2 separate regions of the Mus musculus genome follow, and region 2 is linked to region 1. The links are chromatin contacts, called in public promoter capture Hi-C maps. All regions are on one chromosome and are shown on one strand. Each heading gives the region's core, a stretch centred on a gene start, on an enhancer-like site or on the middle of the called end of the contact. The rest is flanking DNA. Distances are from core to core; before and after follow the strand shown. Region 1 overlaps Dcakd (dephospho-CoA kinase domain containing). Region 2 overlaps Plcd3 (phospholipase C, delta 3).

What was found. Capture Hi-C pulls out chosen DNA fragments and counts their contacts.
Region 2: a promoter capture Hi-C map of adipose tissue shows a contact between it and region 1. The contact joins two enhancer-like sites. A contact is called at or near these places in 1 of 15 datasets of contacts at CTCF or cohesin (large pre-B cells), 3 of 484 Hi-C or Micro-C datasets (brain, muscle stem cells and nephron progenitors), 3 of 115 datasets of contacts at active chromatin or transcription factors (embryonic stem cells and microglia) and 4 of 9 other capture datasets (adipose tissue, embryonic stem cells, liver and 1 more).

What each region holds. Positions count from the first base shown.
Region 1 is chr11:103,002,106-103,005,016 of GRCm38.p6, forward strand. The region is part of intron 1 of Dcakd (dephospho-CoA kinase domain containing); the gene reads right to left. Among named protein-coding and RNA genes, the nearest start is that of Mir6931, 3.6 kb to the left of the region's middle. Within about 2 kb of position 1,361, at least 134 of the 459 cell types and tissues checked have an H3K27ac peak or open chromatin away from gene starts, as enhancers often do. A contact at or near this core is called in adipose tissue, where this site is marked.
Region 2 is chr11:103,072,403-103,075,313 of GRCm38.p6, forward strand. Plcd3 (phospholipase C, delta 3) reads right to left here. Exons shown (of 15, transcript NM_152813.3): 9 at 2,455-2,601; 10 at 2,157-2,307; 11 at 1,326-1,442. Among named protein-coding and RNA genes, the nearest start is that of Gm42090, 26 kb to the left of the region's middle. Within about 2 kb of position 1,364, at least 14 of the 459 cell types and tissues checked have an H3K27ac peak or open chromatin away from gene starts, as enhancers often do. A contact at or near this core is called in adipose tissue, where this site is marked.

The sequences.
Region 1 (2,911 bases), core at 111-2,610:
TCACACATATATTTATGTAAAAACAGTATAGCTGCTGGTGTACAGATTTGTGTATGCCAAAGTGTTCTAAGCATCTTTACTTGCTTAGCAACTGTGCCTGCCCTTAAACCTACCTGCTTTTTCAAAACAGGTATTCTCTTGTGTAACCCTGGCTGTCCGGCAATGTATTCTATATACCATGCTCACTCCAAACTCAGATTCACCTGCCTCTGCCTCCTGAGTGCTGGGATTAAAGGCGTGCGCCACCACCACCTGGTTTAAAATCAATTCCTTGATGATTACCACTAACATCCACATACCCAGAGTCACATTCTGGTGAAAAGGGGATTTGGGTGGAAAACAAGGAAGTCCTGCTCTAAAGCGAGGAACATCTGTCCCTCTTCCTGAACAGCAGTCTAGAGTGGAGAGGTAAGGGCCAGCTTCCCACACAAAAACAAAGCCACCAACAGTCACCTGTCAGAATCAGCTGAGGGTAAATGGAAGTCCATCTAGCCAAGCTGCCCTCAACCTCCCTCCACAGAGCTGCCCACACACCTCCTCGGAATGGGTGCAATCACAATCTCTGGGGATAGAGCAACTCTGGTGTATGGCAGGGCTCAGACTGGATCCTCACACTTTTTTTTTAAATTAATTTATTATTATTCATTAGTACACTGTAGCTGTCCTCAGATGCACCAGAAGAGGGAGTCAAATCTCATTATGGGTGGTTGTGAGCCATCATGTGGTTGCTGGGATCTGAACTCAAGGCCTTCAGAAGAGCAGTCAGTGCTCTTAACCGCTGAGACATCTCGCCAGCCCGATCCTCACACCTTTTTTTTTTAGTTTTTTGAGACATGGTTTCTCTGTATAGCCCTGGCTGTCCTGGAACTCACTTTGCAGACCAGGCTGGCCTCGAACTCAGAAATCCGCCTGCCTCTGCCTCCCAAGTGCTGGCTCCTCACACTTTTATTGCAACAGATAGTGAGCAGAGCCTGAAGGGACCTGCCCAGGCTAGCTCGGGTTACTATATAGCCTAGGATGACCTTGAACTCCTGATCCTCCCAAGCACTGGGATTATAAGCATGTACATCATTCCCAGTGGCTGGTTTCTTGATTATCATACAGTTTTGTTCTGCAGAAAGGGAGGGAGGGTGCTTGCTCACAACGATCAAGACACATGGGAAGTGCAGGCTCCCATGGCAACCAAATGAGCAGCTACCCTTTTGAGTGCCTTCGACTTCCATCTGCAGAAATGGCCAGTCACTTTGCCTTTAGCTGGAAGCCTGAAGGAACACATGCACGGGGAGGCTCTTGGCTGCCGGCTTGAAGGGGATGGGTAAGAACCAGCTGTTCCTGTCTAGCAAGCCCGGGTGACTCATTCCCTCTCCAGCTGTTGACTAAGCTCCTCTGTGCTTTGCAGCAATGTGCCAGGGACCTCTCAGACAACCCATGGAAACCTCCAGCTTTCCCTGTGGGAAAACTGCAGACAGACCAGAGCAAATGAAACCAGCTGGGGGGAACAGAGCCGGCTGGTGGGGAGCAGGATGGTCAGATGATGCTGGCCCTGGCCTGGCCCAAAAGCCCCTTTGTACCCCAGGCAATGAGTAGATTAGGCCCTGCCAGAAAGGAGGCTGAAGCAAAGGCCCACTGGCTTTTCAAAGCACAGCAAGGCAGAAACCAAGTACCACTCAAACCCATAGACAGCCCCCCAAGTGCACATGAAGAAACGGCCACCTTTAACAATCTAAGTTGCCAACCGAGCCATTATTTTCTAGAATCTACTTTATAGCACTTCTAGGCCTGGCCAAATCTGAGTCCTCTACAAGACTTTCAAGAAAAGATGTAGAGCCAGGCAGTGGTGGCGCAAGCCTTTAATCCCAGCACTTGGGAGGCAGAGGCAGGCGGATTTCTGAGTTCGAGGCCAGCCTGGTCTACAGAGTGAGTTCCAGGACAGCCAGGGCTACACAGAGAAACCCTGTCTCAAAAAAAAAAAAAAAAAAGAAAGAAAGAAAGAAAGAAAAGAAAGAAAGAAAAGAAAAGAAGAGAAGAGAAGAGAAAAGAAAAGAAAAGAAAAGATGTAGAACCAGCCAGGCTCAAAGCACTGGCTAACAGGGAAGGCTATGGGCTACACAGAGGTGTGGGTCTATCTCTGACCATGTAAAGCTACCAGTTTGTCCTCAAGGAGCTACGAGGTCTGGGAAAGTGTAGCAAGTCCTCTGCAAATGAGAAACTGTGGAGTCCCAGAGGCCTGGTCTTTTCTGGGCTTCAGCCTTCACAAAGGGCCCAGTACAGCATCATATCCAGAGGGAGGCTGTTTCACGGACAGTTCCTTCCACTCCTGAAAGCACCCGAAAACGCTTAGCTGGTAAATCAAGGAACACCACGACCAACAGAGAGGCCTCGGTCTCTCTTTTTAAAAATTACGTGTATTGCCCGGCGGTGGTGGCGCATGACTTTAATCCTAGCACTCAGGAGGCAGAGGCAGGCGGATTCCTGAGTTCGAGGCCAGCCTGGTCTACAAAGTGAGTTCCAGGACAGCCAGGGCTCTACAGAGAAACCTTGTCTCGAAAATCCAAAAATAAATAAATAAATTACATGTATTGGCTGGGCATGTTGGACACTCGAGAAGTAGAGGCAGGAGGATCTCTGTGAATTTGAGGCCTGCCTGGTCCACAGAACAAGTTCCAAGATAGCCAGGGTTACTTAATGAGACTCTGTCTAAAAAAATCAAAACAAAAGTTGTATGTACTATGTTTGTATGTTGTATGTATGTATGTGCATGTGTGTAGGTCAGAGGACAACCTGAAAGCTGCTTCTCTCCTTCTACCATGTAGGTCCTGGGGAGGAACTCAGTTGTCAGGCTTGGTAGCAGGTACCTTTACCTAATAAGCCACCTTGCTGGCCCAAGGCCACTCTCAGAGCTGGCTTGGCT
Region 2 (2,911 bases), core at 114-2,613, 70 kb after region 1:
GTTAATGTCAACCTTCAGAAAAATCTAACTTGTGGGAGCTGAGGAAACAGCTCAGGGAATAAAGGGCTTGCTGGGCAAGCATGAGGCCCCACGTTTGAATCCCCAGAACCTATGAAAAAGCCAGGCCTAGCAGTATGTCTCTCTGAGCTCAGGGTTGTGGAGGCAGAGGTAGGTGGATTCTGGGATAGGGGCGGGGGAAGGTCACTACTCACCCAGCCTAGCTAAAAGAGCAAACCCCAGGGATAGTGAAAGACCTTGTCTGACAAACTAAGGTGACAGAGAGATGACTCTTAGCAGTTGGGGACAGAGCACGTGAATTCGGTCCCCAGAACCCATGTGGTGTCTCACAGCTGTCTGTAACTGTAGTTCCAGAGAGTCCAGAGCCCTCTCTGGCCTCCACAGGCATGTATGTGATGCAGATGCTTGCATAGCAACACAGATGCTTGCATAGCAACACTCCTACACAAAAAAGGGGAGATCTGAAAAGATACCCCACGTTGGCCTCTACTCTGCATCCACGCACACATGTGTGCACACACGCACACACAGGAACATACAAAACCAAGTAACTTTCTCTTAGGTATTTTTAAACTGTCTCATGTAACCCAGGCTGGCCTCAGACTCATTAAGTAGCCAAGGAGGAACATGAACTACTGCACCCCCTGCCTTCTACCACCCAAGTACCACACAGAAATATAACTTTTGGCCTGGCAGTGTGGCGCATGCTGTTAATCTCAGTACCCAGGAGGCAGAGGCAGGTGAAGCTAGTCTGGTCTGCACAGTGAGTTCTAGGACAGTCAGAGACTTTGTCTCAAAAAAAGAAAAAAAGAAAAAGAAAAAGAAAAACTATTTTTTTGCTGACCCTGTTGTGCTCACCTTTGACCCAGCCCTGGGAAGACAGAGGCAGAGGAGTGGAAAGCCAGCCAGGGCTGCATAGCGAGACTCTGGCTCAACAAAACAAAATGTCACTTCCTTACTGCCAGGAACGAATGAACCTACATTTCAGACAGCCTGTTAACCACCAATGCATTCCCACCTTCTAGAAAGCTGTGTGGCGGGCTGGCAAGATGGCTCAGCGGTTAAGAGCACTGACTGCTCTTTCAGAGGTCCTGAGTTCAAATCCCAGCAATCACATGGTGGCTTACAACCATCTATAATGAGATCTGATGCCCTCTTCTAGTGTGTCTGAAGATAGCTACCGTGTACTTACATATAATAAATAAAACTAGATTACTTTAAAAAAGAAAGAAAGAAAGCTGTGTGGCTGCCCACTGCTGAAATACCCATCCCCGCCCAGAGACTTCCCTGCCTGCAGCCCCGCTCACCCAGCTGACAGCCGGAGTTCCACATCTCCTGGGGGTTATAGTTGGCTGAGTTCATCCGCAGCCCCAGTGGGTACACTCGGGTCAGTTGCTGAGTGTTGTGCCTGACAAAGCTGGTCCCTGGGGCAGAGTTGGGACAGGATTATGATAGGACCCAGGCTCCTGTCCCTGGCCCAGTTCCAGGCCCTATAATCCTGCCCCCACACATACTTCACCCCAGCTTCCCTCTCTCCTGAACTATGGTGAGACTAGAAAGAGGGGGTTGCTGAGGACCAGATAGAGGCAGGGACACCTGGCAGCCACACAGCCTGACTGCGGCCTACACTGAATGCCGGTCCCTGTCACTCACTCTGCCCACACCCTTAGCCATGCCTTAGGTTCCTGGGACTCTTACAGTGGCCATGCCTCTAGGTCTTCCTATGACCTGTTCCTCCTCTCTGGAGTCCTTTCCTCTTCTGCTTCCTCCCTCCTCTGCAGTGACGTCTTCTCAGACATGGGATGAACCATGAAGCCTTCCTGGTCTCATACCCTCCAGGCTCTGCTGGCCCCTGGCACTAGCCTGGCTGCCTGGCCCGTGCCTTGACCACCATTTGGTTATGACCGTGGTGAAGGCAACTCCAAACCTCTCTCCTCTGTGGCTCTGCGCCCACACTTAGCCTGGAGCCAGGCCCCCATAAAGTCAGAGTCTTTACCTGGTCCCCCTAAGTCCTCAGCCCTCTGAAATCTTGAGAACACTCTAGGATACCCATCCTCCACCCACCACCACCATCACCACCCAAGCCCGGAAGGCTCCATGCTCTCCTGTCCCCAGATATCCAGAGTTCTGGTTCCTACCTGCCTCCCTGGTGAACTTCCTGGCCTTGCGCTCGCTGAGGGAGCCAACCGTGCAAGACTGAGGCGGGCCAGGACTGGGATCCAGGGTCCGCAGGCGGGTAGCACAGCAATACACAGCCAGCGCTGAGAGCTCTGGGGAGATCTGCTTGGCCTGGGAAACCAGCCTCAGTGGGGATCACTAAGCTCAAGAGCCCCTCCCCCACCCCACCTCCCTTTCCTTCCCACCCTTCTCTGCTGCCCCATCCCCTGGCCCGCAGCAGGACCCAGCCTGCTGACCCAGTTGTCAAGACACACTCACTCGACTCCTCTGCTCTGCAGCTTCCAAGGCCTCTTCCGCCTCCTCTTCCTCCTCCTCTTCCTCCTCCCTGTCTGACAGAATTCGACCATCCTCACTCCGAGCAGCTGGCAGCTTCTTCCCCTTCACCAAGATCCGGCCCTTGAGCTGCTGTAGAGGCCAAGGGAAGACAGGTGAAGCCCTCAGGCAGCCCTTCAGCGGGGTGGTCAGGCACCACTGGGAGAGCGGCTGGTAGGGAGGGGGCTGGAGGACTGGAGTGCTTGTTCCTAACAGGAAGAAGTGATCTCACCACTAGGCCATTGATGGAGAGGGTGTGTGAAAATGTGTCGTTCATGGGAGTGCCACACAGCAGCTCTCACACAGCTCAGAGGCAGCTCGGGCACAGGGAAGGAGCACTCTTCCTAAAAGATCTTTCCCTTTTTGTTTTTTGTTTGTTTTTGTTTTTGAGACAAGGTTTCTC